Regions from separate parts of the Anser cygnoides genome. Here region 2 is linked to region 1. The links are chromatin contacts, called in public Hi-C maps. All regions are on one chromosome and are shown on one strand. Each heading gives the region's core, a stretch centred on a gene start, on an enhancer-like site or on the middle of the called end of the contact. The rest is flanking DNA. Distances are from core to core; before and after follow the strand shown. Region 1 holds the start of PTRH2 (peptidyl-tRNA hydrolase 2). Region 2 overlaps MED13 (mediator complex subunit 13).

The links. Hi-C and Micro-C count contacts between places; a contact is called where the count stands out from the background.
Region 2: a Hi-C map of liver shows a contact between it and region 1, with 1.7 times the contacts expected there. The contact joins the enhancer-like site here to the promoter of PTRH2 in region 1. A contact is called at or near these places in 2 of 7 Hi-C or Micro-C datasets (granulosa cells and liver).

What each region holds. Positions count from the first base shown.
Region 1 is chr18:9,828,489-9,836,244 of Taihu_goose_T2T_genome, reverse strand. It overlaps PTRH2 (peptidyl-tRNA hydrolase 2), which reads left to right and starts at 2,717. Exons shown (of 2, transcript XM_048074196.2): 1 at 2,717-2,850; 2 at 2,961-3,680. The coding sequence starts at 3,032. The coding sequence ends at 3,553. VMP1 (vacuole membrane protein 1) reads right to left here and starts at 2,765. Exons shown (of 12, transcript XM_048074188.2): 1 at 2,625-2,765. CLTC (clathrin heavy chain) reads right to left here. Exons shown (of 33, transcript XM_066979406.1): 32 at 7,631-7,706; 33 at 5,409-6,414. The coding sequence ends at 6,290.
Region 2 is chr18:10,027,026-10,034,781 of Taihu_goose_T2T_genome, reverse strand. It overlaps MED13 (mediator complex subunit 13), which reads right to left. Exons shown (of 30, transcript XM_048074275.2): 22 at 7,228-7,419; 23 at 6,854-7,077; 24 at 6,282-6,424; 25 at 5,905-6,063; 26 at 5,620-5,805; 27 at 5,285-5,433; 28 at 4,884-5,057; 29 at 3,256-3,356; 30 at 1-2,612. The coding sequence ends at 2,480. Among named protein-coding and RNA genes, the nearest start is that of INTS2, 5.4 kb to the left of the region's middle. Within about 2 kb of position 4,626, at least 1 of the 3 cell types and tissues checked has open chromatin away from gene starts, as enhancers often do. A contact at or near this core is called in liver, where this site is marked.

The sequences.
Region 1 (7,756 bases), core at 1,468-3,967:
GGAACGTGAGCATGGCCAGCACAGCACGCCGTGCCCCAGGGGAGGGCACAGGCCGGGTCTGAGCTCCTTGCTCCTCACGCAGGCGGGCGCAGCAGGCCTAGGGGGCAGATGGCAGCTTAGGGAAGGAGGCAGCTCCTCTAACGGGGACAGAGCTTGCCAGGCTGCTGCAATACCCGGGAAGCGGCTTTCTGAGGGTGGCACATGCCGCTGTGAGGGCATCACGGGAGCCCTCCCTAGTGCTGGGCTGCCCTGCTACCTTCAGTTCCTCAAGCTTCCAGCTCAGCTATATCCATGTCTTGAATCAGGCAGCGCTACAACGCTCCTCGCGTGCTTCACGCCCTCCCTCCAGCAGGGGTTCAGCGAGGAGCACCATCGCAGCACCGACCGCTGCCTCCTGGCGAGGGCACAGTGCGTACGCCCGAGCAGCTCTTCCACCAAAACCCATCACTTGGGAAGAACGGTAGCAGCAGAGAGAAGGGCTTTGAAGAGAGGGCAACGCAGCTCGGGAAAAAATAAAACAACTTAATATTCGGGTGACTAAGCTGACACAGCGTCTTTCACGTCCTTGGTTTCAGAGGGCCATAAGGAAATCCATGCACGTTAACGGCTTGGCAGAGGGTCTGAAGGTGGCAGTCAAGCTCTCATCGGCAGAATCCCCGTGCTTCCAAAAAGCAGGGAGGATAGAAAGGTCACAGGAGCTGTCACAAAACAACGGAGCCTGCACAAAAAGGCCCTGCTAAAATTTAAGCAGGAGAGAACCAAGGGTGAGAAAAATAAGAGTATGAACCCAGCCCTAAGAATCAGCTCCTCGAGCTCCTCCAGCAGCGGCGCAGAGAGCAGTTTGCTCGGAGCTGTGCCCTTATCCTCTGCTCTAGGTGCCGGGGGGGCAGCGTCCCCGCAGCAAGATGCCCGAGCGAGCCCAGCCGTTAAACCACGGTGCTGCTGCTGCTGGAAGAGGCGGCACCGATCGAGTGCAACAGAGACAAAAGGAACAGAGGTACCTAACAAGTCCCAGGGAGAACGGTGGCCGAAGCATTCTCCTGAGACTTCCTCCGCTTTTCACAGGCATTCGCAGCCTCTGCCTCGAAGCAACGCGGTTACACGACGGCTGCCTCGGCCACGCACCGAGAACGGCCTGCCCACGCCGGGTGAAGCACAGGGGCTACTTCGGAGCCTTGCCAGAGAGGAGAACATTTTTTCAACAAGTCAGCAATACACGAGGCTGCCTGCCTCACGTCTTAATGTCCCCCGGGTCTGTCAGGTCAGCGTGACACCAAACCCAGCCAGGTGCTGTCCCGTGTCCCATGCTCGGTGTTGCAACAGCCTCACGGCTGCACCCTTCGCTCCTGTGGGATGGCAAAGTCCAGCCAGCTCACACTTCTCCACATGGCACTGAAGGTAAAGGTCTAACCGAAGGTGATGGCTTCTCTTCACAGCTGAGCCACAAAAAACCTGCTCTGCTCTAACTATTGCTCCTGAAGTGTAGTAGGTTTGGGTTTGTTTTAGAAACAGAACTCAGTAAGAAATAAAAGGAAGTCTCAAAGCACGCATTAACATCCTAACAATAGGTATTCACAGGACGCAGTCAGACAGTTATGACAGATTCCAAGGCTATTCAAAGACAGCCCCAGGAAAAGACTCTTTGAAGTGGGAACAGCGCAGACTTCCCAGCTGAAGGCCAACACCCGCTTCCAGCGCCCTCCCCTTTCTCACTGCCACTTCCCACTTCAAAGCTACCAAGCCCCCTCCTTCCCCCAGAAATCACCAGCACCGTTGATTTCACCTGCTAAGTAGGGCAAGAAGCTCAAATTAACAAGCAGCGCTAACCTCCCACTGCACGACGGCAAACGTGCTATTTCAGACTCTGATCCGAAAGCGCGGGGTGAGGCAATCGTTATAACCATCGCCTATTACCAGTGAGAAATAACAATAACAAAGAGCCCGTCCCGTGCTGTGGAAATAAAAGCAGGCTGACGTTACGAAGCCCCTTTGGCGCGCTCCGAGGAATAAAGGCATAACCTCACAGCCACCCACCTCGGGGCGCTCAGCCCACATCCTTAGCGCTAACTAAAGCAGGGCACCCCCTTGTTGGCGGGCACCGGCTCCGGCAGCACGGAGAACGAGGGCAGGAGCAGAGACCGGTACCGAAGCCGTGCAGCTTCTCGGGGGGATCTCAGGGGTTAACCCCGGTTCCGCAGCGCCACGGCCGCACGCCCGCAGCTCCGCTCCCCTCGGGTCCCCGAAACGCCTCCAAACGCCCGGGCTGCAAAACCGGCGCCCGGCTGCCTCAGGGCGCTCCGTAACCGCCTGGCGGTGTCGGTCGGAGCCGCGGGCGCCAGCCCCGTTCAGCCGCTTCCCTCCCCTCAGGAGGGGCCGCGAGGACCCCCCGGTGCCTTGGGGCCCGCCCGAAGCCGCCCCCCGGCTCCCTCAGGCCGCCCCCAGCCCCTCAGCGGCCGGCCCCGGGGGCTGTTGCCATGGAAACCGCGGGGCCCGGGGCCGGCCTGAGGAGGGACCGGCGGCCGGGAGCGGGTTTGGGGGCGGCGGGGGCGGCTCCACAGCGGCCTGAGGTGCCCCGGGGGAGCCGAGCGACCCCGAGCTCCCCGCCCCCGCCCGCCCGCACTCACCGCGCTGCGCCCCGGCTGCTCCCGCTGGGCCCGGGCCAACCCGGAAGTAGGGAGGCGGAGCCCGCCCGCCCCGCTGACGTCACTTCCTGCGTACCGCACCGCACCGCCCGCTCCCTGTTCCCTCGGGCGCTCTCCGCGGCGGGCGGGGCCCCGCCCCTCGGCGTGCTGGCGTCACTTCCTGGCGACGGCGGCGAGGCCTGGTGGCAGCGTGGAGGCGGCGGCGGCGGTAAGGGGCGGGGGGGGGGAACGGGCGGGGCCGGGCCCGGTTTTAACGGCTCTAACGGGCCCGGCCCGGCCCGGCCCTAACGTCCTCGCTCCCTCCCTCTCTCGTTGCAGGCACCCCCCGGAGCCGCAGCACGGCCGAGCAGCCCCCGGCCGCCCCCCCGCAGCCGCCGCCCGGTGCCGCCATGGAGCAGCTGGGCAAGGCGGGGCTGCTCGGGCTGGTGGCGGGCGTGGCGTGCGGCCTCTGCCTCGGCTGGGGCCTCCGCGGGCGGCTCCTGCGGCACCCCCGGGCCCGGGCGGCGGCGGAGCCCCTGGGCGGAGCGGGGGCTGAGGCGGCGGTGCCCGGGGAGGACGGGGAGTTCAAGCTGGTGCTGGTGGTGCGGAACGACCTCAAGATGGGCAAGGGGAAGGTGGCGGCGCAGTGCTGCCACGCCGCCGTGTCGGCCTACAAGCAGGCGCAGAGGAGGACGCCCGAGGTGCTGAAGCAGTGGGAGTACTGCGGGCAGCCCAAGGTGGTCCTCAGGGCTCCCGACGAAGAGACGCTGATCCAGCTCTTGGCCGAGGCCAGGCGCCTGGGCCTCACCGTCAGCCTGGTGCGGGACGCCGGCCGCACGCAGATCGCCCCCGGCTCCCAGACGGTGCTCGGCATCGGGCCGGGCCCGGCCGATGTGGTGGATCAAGTGTCCGGGCACCTAAAGCTCTTCTGAGCCGGGGCCCAAATAAGCGCCAGCGCGTTGGTATGCGTCAGTACTGAGGGGTGAAATCCAGAAGTTGGGATGATTCCATATGCTCTCAGTAAAAATAAATATCTTTTTTTTTTGTAAAAAACTTAAACTTGCAAAATTTAATGCTGTTTATAAGTTTCTCTAGCTTCTGTATTACATGCTAAAGCGGGAAAGAAAACACTAAGCTGGGTAGAGAGGAGAAGCAGAGCTGAATTTTCCTACCCTAAGCAGGAGGAACCAAGCATTTGTAAGACTTGTGCAGCTGATGATTTAACATTTTGTCTGCTTTATTGACTGGATACAAGCATTAGAGAAGGTTATCTTGTGCCAAAAATAGAAGGTTCCCCTCCACCGTTGCCTTGCACGAGGATATTTTAGATTGATTTTGTAATTCACAACAGCCTGGCTGCCAGAGCAGCTAAAGATTGCCCCATACAGCAGGGGATAGCTGCGGCTAACTTAGTGCAGTTTCTGATCCGGTAACTGATGCAACACCTTGTAACTGGTATGAGATGTATGAGACAGAACAAGTTAAACAGGGTGTACAGCTCAGTGCTTAAGAGCTATAAAAGCTTCTAAAGGGAAGCCGTGCTCCTTTCTGGACAGGGCTGTGTAGCTACTGCATTTACAAGAATGTAAGCACACCAGTTTCCCATCTGGCTGACATAGGGAGTTACCCACATGTGTATAAACAGCTTGCCACACAGGAAGAAACTTAATTCCTGTTTTACTGAGGATTAAAAAGTTCTCATAGGTCTGAGAAAGCACTCAGTTATAGAAATCGATTACTGAAGTTACTGGGCAAAGGTCAGATGGCCCTGATCATGGCTCACGTACTACCCAAATCACAGAGATTCTACCCACGGCGCTCCCTTTTAACTCTAATACTGTAAAAGGCAAGTTACCTGTGCTTCTAATTAGGTGGATTTTCTGTTACTTTTAGTTTTGTAGCAAGGCTGATTGGTGGGTTTTTTTTGAGAGTTCTGCTATTGAGCACTGAGTCAGGAGTTCTCTGCAGAGTTCTCGCTCAGGATCCCATTGAGATCTTTCCTAGGCCAGTTTCTTATCAGCCCAGGGAAGGTCTGAGCCCACTGAGACAGGTGAGAGGCACAGCCTGGGAGAGCTCTGTGCTTCCTCCTCCAGCCCTCAGCAGCACAGTTCATCAGGGAATAAACAATCCCAGCTCTAGCCTGCAGCTCCCAGCCCCCCCAGCTTCATACCCACTACCCTTCCACACTGACCTGCTGTAAACGCTCAACTGGGAGAATCGCTCAGTTCAAGCTGAGCAAGGAGGAAGGGGATTCAGCCTCAGAGCTGCGACCTAACGCTGAAGATAGCTGGAGAAGCTTCTGCCTCGTAGCCAGGAGCTATCACAAGTAGGGCCAGGCACTCAAATATCATTTGAGTTCATTGCACTCAAATATGACAGTATTCATTGAGAAACATTTAAGTCATTTTTATTTGAAGCTAAATATATTTAAGGCAACTTACATACCTAGAACATAATCTCCATTTAACTGACACACCCTACTACGATCCTAACGTATCATCTGGGCGAAGATGCTGTAGTTGACCGCAGCGCAGCCAACTCTTGAAAAGTGCTATTTTCTTCTGTCTGGCATAATCTTTCTATAGAAAAAGCATCACATATTTTCTTGTATCGTCCCCTCGGCGCAAGACACCACTACTGGTCTCTATTGCTTCTGTTCTAATGGCCCCTTCTACCCTTGAGGTGTATGCACTCTTATGCCCCCACCGACTAGCACTGTAATACTTGGTTCAAGGTTGAAGGTCCTTTTGAAGACAGTAAAGTGAAGCTACCACTATGCAGCATGTCCACAGTCCAGTAATTTATTTTTAAATTGAGTAATTTCAAATTGCACAAACAAAACTGAACAGCAATATGCTTGAATTCTCTCTTCTGTACACTCAAAACAGTGATCTAAAACACCACAATATCCAACATACACAAACCTCAGGGCAGGGTTAGTAAATACACAGATTGGAATCATGGTGCTCTGTTCCTGAATGGAATGTCCCACAAAAGCACAGGATACAGCACAACATAAGGTCATCTGTTACATATGGAGTGAGCAAAAAGACACTAGCATTTTCTATATGCATAACTGGAAAAACCTGCATAGGTTAAGGAAAAAACTTTTACTCATTTTAAGTCAGGCAAGGTTGTCTGTACGCATCTTAAAATCTTTTAGAGCTATGCAATCCAACCAGGGTAGGATATGCTGATTAGTGTTGTCTCTTGTCAGCGGTCTTGCAAGGTCAAATACAAGTATCTTCACTTTAGCTTTCTCCGAATATACAGTGAGACTTAAATGCATTTAGAATAGACAGTACATACTGTAAGCTGCTCACATACAATGAACTTAAGATTCAATATTAGAGTTTAACACTATAGAGTGCAAATCAGAATCTTCACAACAGACTTAATGGTAATAAGCAGTCCTGCAAAAGCCCACTTGAACAAACTTGTTTAAACTATTCCCCTTTTAAAGTAAAGTCTAAATGACATGGAATGTGAAAAAGATTTAACATAAGTGATTCAAAGTTTGCGCTAGAAAAAACAGTCCTTCATGAAATAAAGGTTACAAGAACACGAGGCAGAACTCTTGCTTTTTCCCTGGTATGAGTTAAAGCGGGGAGGGACGGTGGAGTTTCAGTAAGAAAATATGCTAGCTCCAAACTGACTTGTGCTGCACCTTACATGCTGTACCCAAAGCCAGGCTGCGGTTGCCCGTACGGAGGTGCAGTGTAGCCATAGCCAAAAGGTGCTTGTGGAGGAACTGCAACGCTGGGTCCTGCTGTCAACATTAGCTGGGGCTGACCTGGAAGACAGAACAGTTCCACCTTTACTCCTAGGTGCCAAGAGCTCCGTCAGAATTCCTGCGACTTCCCCGTTGTCGTTTGTCTTTAACAGTAACTCCCCGTTTACCTGGTGTAGGGTTTTCAGCAGCCAGAATGGCTACTTCCCCACAAGGCCTCAGAAAGAGGAAGTTTATTACTAAATAAATAAATAAACACTCTATGACATATGTACACTAACGGATTCTTGCAGTCAGAGGCAAGTTAATTTCTTAGAAATCCAGCAAGGAAAGCAAAGGGACCAGCTTTCTATTTTGCTCACACAGTCCCGGCATCAGTTTGACTTTAGAACAGCAATCCCTGCTCCAATTTTGTGAGCAACTTAGCTTCCTTTAGGCCAGAGTTCCTTCCATACTGCATCGAGCCTGATGCAGAGGCTGGACCCCAGAGTTCTAAAGCACAAAAGCAGTTTTTGAGTCACATTTGCTACAGTGGAGTAGTTCATTCCAGAGAAATAAGTATTAAATGTCTGAATTTCAGCTACTTCAGGCAAGACTTTAAATAAGACAGCCCAACAGCTTGCAGTTAGGCTAAGATATCCGCTCCAGGCTAGTTCTTTCAGCCTTCCAATAGTTTTAATATGCTTGAATTGCTAAGTGAGCATAAAGACAACTGCATCACAGTATTTTATTTTTTTTCCTTCTTCCTTAGGAGACAGCATAGAGTTGATGATTTATCAGATTAGCACTCAGAGCTAGGTCTTGAAACATCATGCCCTACAGCTTTATGGCTGATATTCCGCAATTACTGCACTGCTTCAGGATGTGGGACTAGAGGCGCCAGCGATACACCATCAGCTCCTTCATCACCGGATGGAATTCATATTTCTAACTAACTAAAATCAGTGGAATAACTGAATGTGAAGGAAATACCCAAGATAAAAATAAAGCATATTGAGCAAGATCCAAATAATACTTTTCTAGTACAGCTCCTGCACTATTTTCTCTAGAAAATGTTTCCTTAATAGGCTCACATAATCTTAAATCCTGCTGTCCACACACAATCTTCGCAGCAGCACCAAAGTGGTACTTTATCTAGTATTTTAGAAGATATTCCCTTAAGAATTGATTTCATATGAAGAACATTTCAGGGTGGGGGGAGGACCACCAAAACACATCTAGAGAGGTGTTGATTTAAAAGATAAATGTGTTACTGACAATGCACGAACTAAAATATTACCATAAACAATAGGTTGTGTTTCTGTAGCTTGCTCCTCTTCCTTTCTCAAAGACTCTGATGCATCCAGTTTATCCACCTGGAATTGAAACCAACAATTAAAACAACAACTCCAGAAGAGGTACTTAT
Region 2 (7,756 bases), core at 3,377-5,876, 200 kb before region 1:
TTGCAATATTTTAATTTACTTATAATTTACTTTAACTGCAGGGGAAGAGATAAGAGGGAAGGGGACGGGGTGACCGCACATGGGAAACTGACAGCTTTCACAGTTGGAGAGTTTCACAGGGAAGGCTGTGGTCCAGATAACAGAATACAGTTATATCAACGTTCAGGCAGCTGATTCACTTACCTTTGTGAACACAAAAAAAAGCCACACCAAAACCCAGCCCTTGGAACTTGGCTAACTGAGCCAGGGTTAAAAATGGCCACTTAAGCAACAGAACTTAAAAAAAAAAAATCTAGGACATATGCTCTGAAAATTCCAGTTTTAGGAGCACTTTTCCACTTCAAAAATCTCAGCCAAATGAGGAAAAAAACACCTTCAGTAAGACAAAAAATGTGCTGCTTAATCTACGGTGCATTATCATTATGAGGCTAAAGTAATGGTCAGACCCAGTTATTAACTCTATTTATCAAAATATGCTCACTGCTGATTGCACTCATGTTATTTTGAAGAAATGACTGAAAACTTTCATCACCAATTGTACAACTTCTTTATACAAAAACAAAAAGGTTGCTAATATCGTATATACAAGATTCAAGGAGACTGTTCATAAGAAAAATTCTCAGGCAGGTATTTTGCATTTACAAAACCATAATTTTCATTAACACAGTACGTTTTGTAAATGCAAGTGATTTCTTCCTTGTAGAGGATTAACAGTGGGTGCATGAATGGATCTTAAAACTTGCTCCTTTAAAAGGCTGAAACCAGCTAGATGGTCAGTGTTAAGACCCAGGACACAGGTTATTCTAACAGGCTCACACGAGCACTGCAGGAGTTAAGTTTTTAAATCTGGCAGTCAGAAGATGAGGAACCAAGGAAAAGCATATGCAGTTGCTCTTCAGCACCCGTAGGGGCTATTTTAGAGCAGCATCAGACATTTGGCATGTGCTAGGAGAAAGGAAGGAAGCTGCTGAGGAAAAAATGGTGACTAAACAGGAGGAGAGGTTTACCAAAGCCTTGTGATTTGTCAGTCCCTTCCTTAGGGAGGGCTAAGCCTCCTTGGCACATGCCCCAGTCTGAAAAGGGGTTACGGGGAAGGCCATATACACTGATACCTGGTACCTTCACCACAGTGCCAAAGATACATGAACGTCTTCAGGGTTTTGTGTTTGGTTGTTTTTTTTTTTCCTTTTATCTTTGTTTAGTTTTTTTGTGTGATTTTTTATTTATTTTTTTACTAGTGGAATAAAATCTGAATACCAGAATTCACTGAGAATCTATATACACCACATTTTAGTTAAACACACACCAATCTTAAAGTCAAGATTGACTATTTTTGCATTTGTAAAATGGCTAGAGCTGGGCTAAATTTCAGCCTTACAGAAGACTTTGGGTAAAAAGATTTTTCTGTGTGTTCTGCTTCAAATTTGGTGTTTTATCACAAGTGAAAGAAACTAATGCAGCCACCACAGTGCCAAGAATATCTAGGTAACAACAATGCACAATAGATATTCTTGTAATAATAAAACTTGTACACTGGAAATAGATCTGAGAATCTAGCCACAGCCCTGAACCATAACACAAACTTCAATTGAAGAGTTTATTCATTTTATTCTCACTACAAGTTAAACCACCTACAATATCACTTATATATTGCCATTGTTACTCTGTAAAGGTGTGATATAAAATGCTGTAAGACCCGGTACCTTTTCAATTTATATAAACACAGTGAACTTCATTACTGTACATGTACTCTGCAACTACAGCTTAGCTGTAAATCCCCCACACACAATGGTATGGACATTAACCCCTCTATCCCCATTAAACTGTACATCAAGACAATACAAATTTACTGTCCCCACCCCACCCCCTTACAAAAAAATAATACTCTAAAAGCAACCTACTGCAACTTTTAATTAAGACGATTACATATATTTTAGACCAATTGCTTTAAAGCAAGAAGGCAGTATAAACCTTCTAGGAAAATTTTTATAAAAGAGGTTAAGAAATATAAGACAATTTATACATTTAAAAACTTACAATAAATAAGAGATGCAGGCATTTTTGAATACTAGGTACTATAATCCAATACAAGAACATCTTGATGTTCTGAAGCCATAGGTTGAAACTTATTGTTCCTCGTGTTTCTTCTCATCTCCATGCTTTTAATATTCATTAACCATGACTGGGTACTATGGCTCATTACTCTTCACAAATACTGTGACTGGGGAAAATGGTTAATTCTGCTACTAAAAATGTTATAATACACTTTCTGATCATCATTCTAAAGCGTCCCCCATAGTCAGTGACTCAAAGACAGCAGGGTAAATAGGTACCCCTCTCACAAGTCAAAACAATATTTGCTGGAAGTAACAAGATTCATACCCCACCACAAACAACTTGCACTGAGAAGAATTTTAACTTAGTCCTGCAGTGAAATATCCCTTTTCCTCATTTTTGTCTTGCAAAATTCAGATGAAGATCACAGCATATTCATGATAAAGTTATACAACTGATTCAGCACCACAAAATGAATTGGGAGACATGACCGTCTGTCCTGGGTTGCAGGATCACAGGTTAGCCAGGAGAGTGCATTGTACTGTTCCAGAACAAACCTGAAAAGCAAAACAAGCTTCCATTAAGCCAACAGATTTTTTCCTCCCCAGTATTTTACAGTCCTAATATAATACAGTTTCTTTGGTATTAGGCATGTATGCTTCCCAACATTCTAAAATAACATGCTTTCAGAAATATTACAAGCACATCAAAGCTGAAGTTTATTTCAGTAGAAAACAGTCATTTTAATTGTCGATGCTCATTAATGTTGAGGTTCACGTATTAAAAACACAAAGGAATCTTTTTTCAGTGTCCTATGTTTACATGACTATCTACACTCTTGTACTTCAGCATTTCAGTATTCCCACAACCCATACAAAATTCTGGTTTAAGTATAACCATCTTCCACTCATTTATACACTATCTTCTGGTTTTGATGAATTCACTGTTTTTCAAATATTTTCAGTTGTAATCAACTTCAATTAAAGAAGGGCTTAGTGATCTTTGTATTTAACTGCACTGTGCTGTGGTAAAGCCATCTTTTAATCACTTAAAGCACAGCAGTTTATATTGTGCTTGTGACGTACCAAGGACATCAGCAGCACAAAGAAGCAACAGCAAGAAAAACAAATATGTAGACCTATTGCAGCAATATTAAAGATGAAATGCACGATATTTTTGCAAGTGATCAATCATAAATACCTGAGCACATCAGAAGTTTGATTAGAATCAAGTGGATGGGAGTGTTTACTGTGGAGTAGCTCGTCTGATTGCACTGAAGGCACATGGAGGTGCAAAGAGGCCTAAGAAAGGAACAAAGATGTTAGCAGTTAGCGTCTGATTAAACTACTTTCTTCCCTTTGTACCACTGACCCACATCTTGCAACCACCTTCCATTCTCTGACACACTAGCTAAAATAAATCTTAGCTTTATGCAGTCAGTAAGTGCAGGACTTCTCTCTCCTAAGTTGTATTACGCTATTAGCATTGTGCTTTTAAGAAGTTGTTTTAAGATGCCTTTGCCTACATTAAGTAATTATTAAAAAGACAACTCAAGCGTCATAAGATTCCTATTAATACACAGCCTTTATAGAATCATAGAATGGTTTGGGTTGGAAGGGACCCTAAAGGTCATCTAATTCCACCTTCCACTAGACCAGGTTGCTCAAAGCCCCATCCAAAATGGCCTTAAACCCTTCCAGGGATGGGGCATCCACAAGTTGTCTGGGCAACCTGTTCCAGTGCCTCAACACCCTCAGAGTAAACTTATTTCAAATATCTAATCTAAATCTACCCTTTTTTAGTTTAAAACCACTACCCCTCATCCTATCACTCCTGACACAGGGTCCCTCCCCAGCTTTCCTGTAGCCCCCTTTAGGTACTGGAAGGCTGCTATAAGGTCTCCCCAGAGCCCTCTCTCCTGCAGGGTGAAGAACCCCAACTCCCTCAGCTTCTCGTCATAGGAGAGGTGCTCCAGCCCTTTGATCATCTTTGTGGCCTTCCTCTGGACTCATTCTAATACGTCCATGTATTTACAAGTCCACTTGCTTTCCATAAGACCACACCTTATAGCAAAGCCACAGCTGTGCTTAGGCCAAGAAGAACTGCTAAGCCGGACCCAAACAAGGCTAAAGATGACATATCAGTATCATTAGATAAATTAGCATCTTTAATACTAGGCTTTGTTAAGACAAAAGTGAATAACATTAATACACAAAGTTTCTCTGTATACTAATGTATAGCCTTGAATGTGACAAGTGGGTCTTGATGGTGCCATAAAAAAATCAGACAATATCCAGACAGATGGGACAATGAGTATCACTTGGAGTCAGCCAGCATGGGAAAACTATGCACTGCACAGAGCATAAAAGCTAAACAGATTCCCCCCCCCCCAGTGTAAAGAGATATTACTTTATTACATTACTTCCCTCCACCACCGGTCCCCCAAAGGGGTCAAACATTAACCAGAAGTCTGTCTAGAAACAGAACAGGACACCTATCCTTACAAAACACTGTAGCACAGAGCCAGCAAGTAAGAAAAAGGTGTCAGACTACTCTGAAGAAACCATCAGAAAAGCAGAATCCTTCAGACTACTTGCTACCTTCCACTAATCATTTTTCTTCCTTTTGAAAAAGTGAATATAAAAAGCTAAAGCTCAAAAATTTGAAACCCAACCTCTCTTGAAACAAAACCAGACATATTCCAGAAGCTATGCACCAACTCTTTAAGCATAACAGTTCTCACAACTCAGATCCCTGCACATTGCACAATAGTTTGTGTGACAGACTGCCCACAAAGATGGCTGTGCAGCCTGACGAGCTTTCCGTACCTTAAGAAACAAGGGACACTGATTTTGTGCTTGAGGACATGCTGACCAAAACCAGTCAGGCAATGGACCTGCTTTGGCAGTTGACACAAAATAACCGAGGGCCAATGGCTGTTGCAGTATATTTGTTACTTCATCATGAGATTCCGTTGAAAGCAATCGATCTGTACCTTGACCCTACAAAACAAGCAACAGTTTAATATTAGAGAGCACAAAACAGAAATTATCTGTCGCTTTCAAATCACAACGCATTTTGAAACATCCAGGCATTACACAAATTTTGCAGGCAATCCACTAGCCAGTTAATTCAAAACATTTCCTAGGAACCTTCCGTTCTACAGAGGACATGAGCAGATGCAAGAAAACAAATGAACAGAAACCATATACACACTATTTACTCTTACCTTGCCCATATCACCTCCATGGGGGTAGTGGGACCCTGGAGAATGTACAGGGGATCCAGTAGGGGATGCAGGAAGTATATTTATAATATCAGGATCAAGATCATCTCCAGTGTCTAACAAGTCAAAGATCCCCATTCCATCTGCTCCATCTTGAAAAAGAACAAGAACAGTCAATTTCTACAATTTCCCTACCTATGGGATATGACAGCACATTGTGAAATCAAGTGATTTTCCACATAAATCCTGCGGTTCAGTAGAATAAACAGTCTTATTATAGGGGGAGTGATGAGAGTTTTGGTTTGTTTTTAAAGTAAGAATAAATCCAATCTACTAACCATTGTTTGTGTTGAAGGCCAGATCCAAGTTTTCAGTGGTATAAGTTGACGATGCTACTTGCACAGAAGCAGATGTGGGAAACACAAGTATATGAGTGCACGACGTGTCCTGTGGGGTATTCAGCTGAGATGTCTGCATATTTAAAGTGGTGCTGCGTCCAAATACAGAGCCAGTCGATACAGAATCTTTGAAAGACAAGTCAAGCATTTCCTTAGTTTTGTGTTTCCTTAGTTTTGCAAGAATTAACTGTGAGTTCCCTCTCCAAAATATAGTTTCTCAAATACCTGGCATTATGATGAAGGACCCCTGTGGTTCCATTGCCACCAAACAAGCACTGAGAATGCTGGGAGAGTCTGCAGCAGAGATGCCACACATTCTGCACATGTCTTTTAGTCTCTTACTGAGGGACTGAAGATTTCGGCGACTCAGCAAACAACTCCAATCTGATGATAAAAAGAACATAAGTCTGTCTAGAAGAACAGTGTTTACTGCAGAATACATATTTTACATAAAACACTGTGTGGTACAAAGTTCATATGTGTTAGGTGTACAAAGGAACTCTAAAGTTATATAGGTTTTCTTCTAGAAGCAAGGACAGACACTGTATTATTTAAAATTAAAACTCCATATAGAATTTTAGACTCTAAAACGCTAACGTTACCTTTCAATTCCCCATGTCCTATTCTTCCTAAACGTCCTATTACAACTCTCCAAGGCAAAGAGCTCATCTGTACAAGTCCTAAGCACCATTCCCAGAGTTTCTGAAGACCAAGTCTGCGGGCAGAGCCCTTTTTCCTGCGAGCTCTAGAATTTAAGAAAAAAGATAAAATTAGAACCCATTGACAAGAAGTTTCTCTAGCTGCCTTTGGAACTTGCTTGTAGTAACCTGAACATTAGCAGGAAACAATAATGTTAATATTGTAGCACATTAACTGCTACTGCAAATTCAAAAAAGGAGGTTGGTTTGTTTTTAATCAATCACATTCTAACACTGACATCAAGAAACCGGAAGGGGAGGGTGTAGCAGGGAAACACATACAAAAGCTCTCAGGAAACTAAACAGCATTCTAGAAATTTAAACAATATACACATAATACTGAAATTATCTGTTTTAATTTTGGAATATGGTGAGTCTACATAAGTCAGAGTTATTCTTACATTATAATAAATAAAACAATTCTTTGGGGGAAATAAAGAGGATATGCATGCTAAAAATTAGGAACTCGTTCTTACCTGTTTGGTACATCAATATTAATTATGCAAGTCTCTAGCTGTTCTCCATAGAGATCTGTACAGGATGCAAGAAGCCATCTTTGATCATGAGACAAACAGTAGCCTACAAAGAGTACGTTATACTTCTGGCCAGCTTCTCCAAAAGTTTCTCCTAGTTCTGTTTGCTTGTCTTTTACAGGAGCCAATATAAAAGGAGGGGTGTAGAGTCGAATACACTCAGGTCTCTATAAAGATGACAGAACAGAAAATGAACTTTCAAGAAGCGATTATTCTTAACTCTGGTTATTTAATGTGAAAGACACTGCTGATAAAACAAACAGACGTTTCTCTGATTCGCATATTTACAGAATCACATTAGTCTTGAGAATACTCACATCAGGGCTCTTAAGAGCAGTTTCCATGGCTAAACCTGGACCAAAGCCAGTTAACGTTTTCACATTGGTGGAAGTTGGAAGAGGTCTCCGACACTGAGTAAATGCTGAAAATGCCAAAGATTTTAAATGTTGAGTATAAATCTGCCGGTCTTCATGTTTCACGGGCTGCAGAAGGTACTGACATGGGACAATCTAGAACAAAATACACAGGGAAATAAAATTAGTGTTTCATTATTACTTTTTTTGAGATAGTATTTGGGTATGTTGCTTTCAGAATGTCAGTTTACGGTCATTTCTCTGGTTCTTTGATATCTTGTGTTATAGCTTCTTCCAAAGCTATATGGGACTTCAGGTAATTATGCTCATTGATCTTTTCTTCAGAAAAGAAAATAATTTGGTTAGAAAATAACCTTAGTGAGCCCTCCAGAAAGATGCCCTCTGATTATTAGTTTTGCTGCTGATAGCATTACAGTTGGATACTTATCACAAAGAAGTCCTGGTCTGAAGCCCAGCATGGTTACGCTGGCAG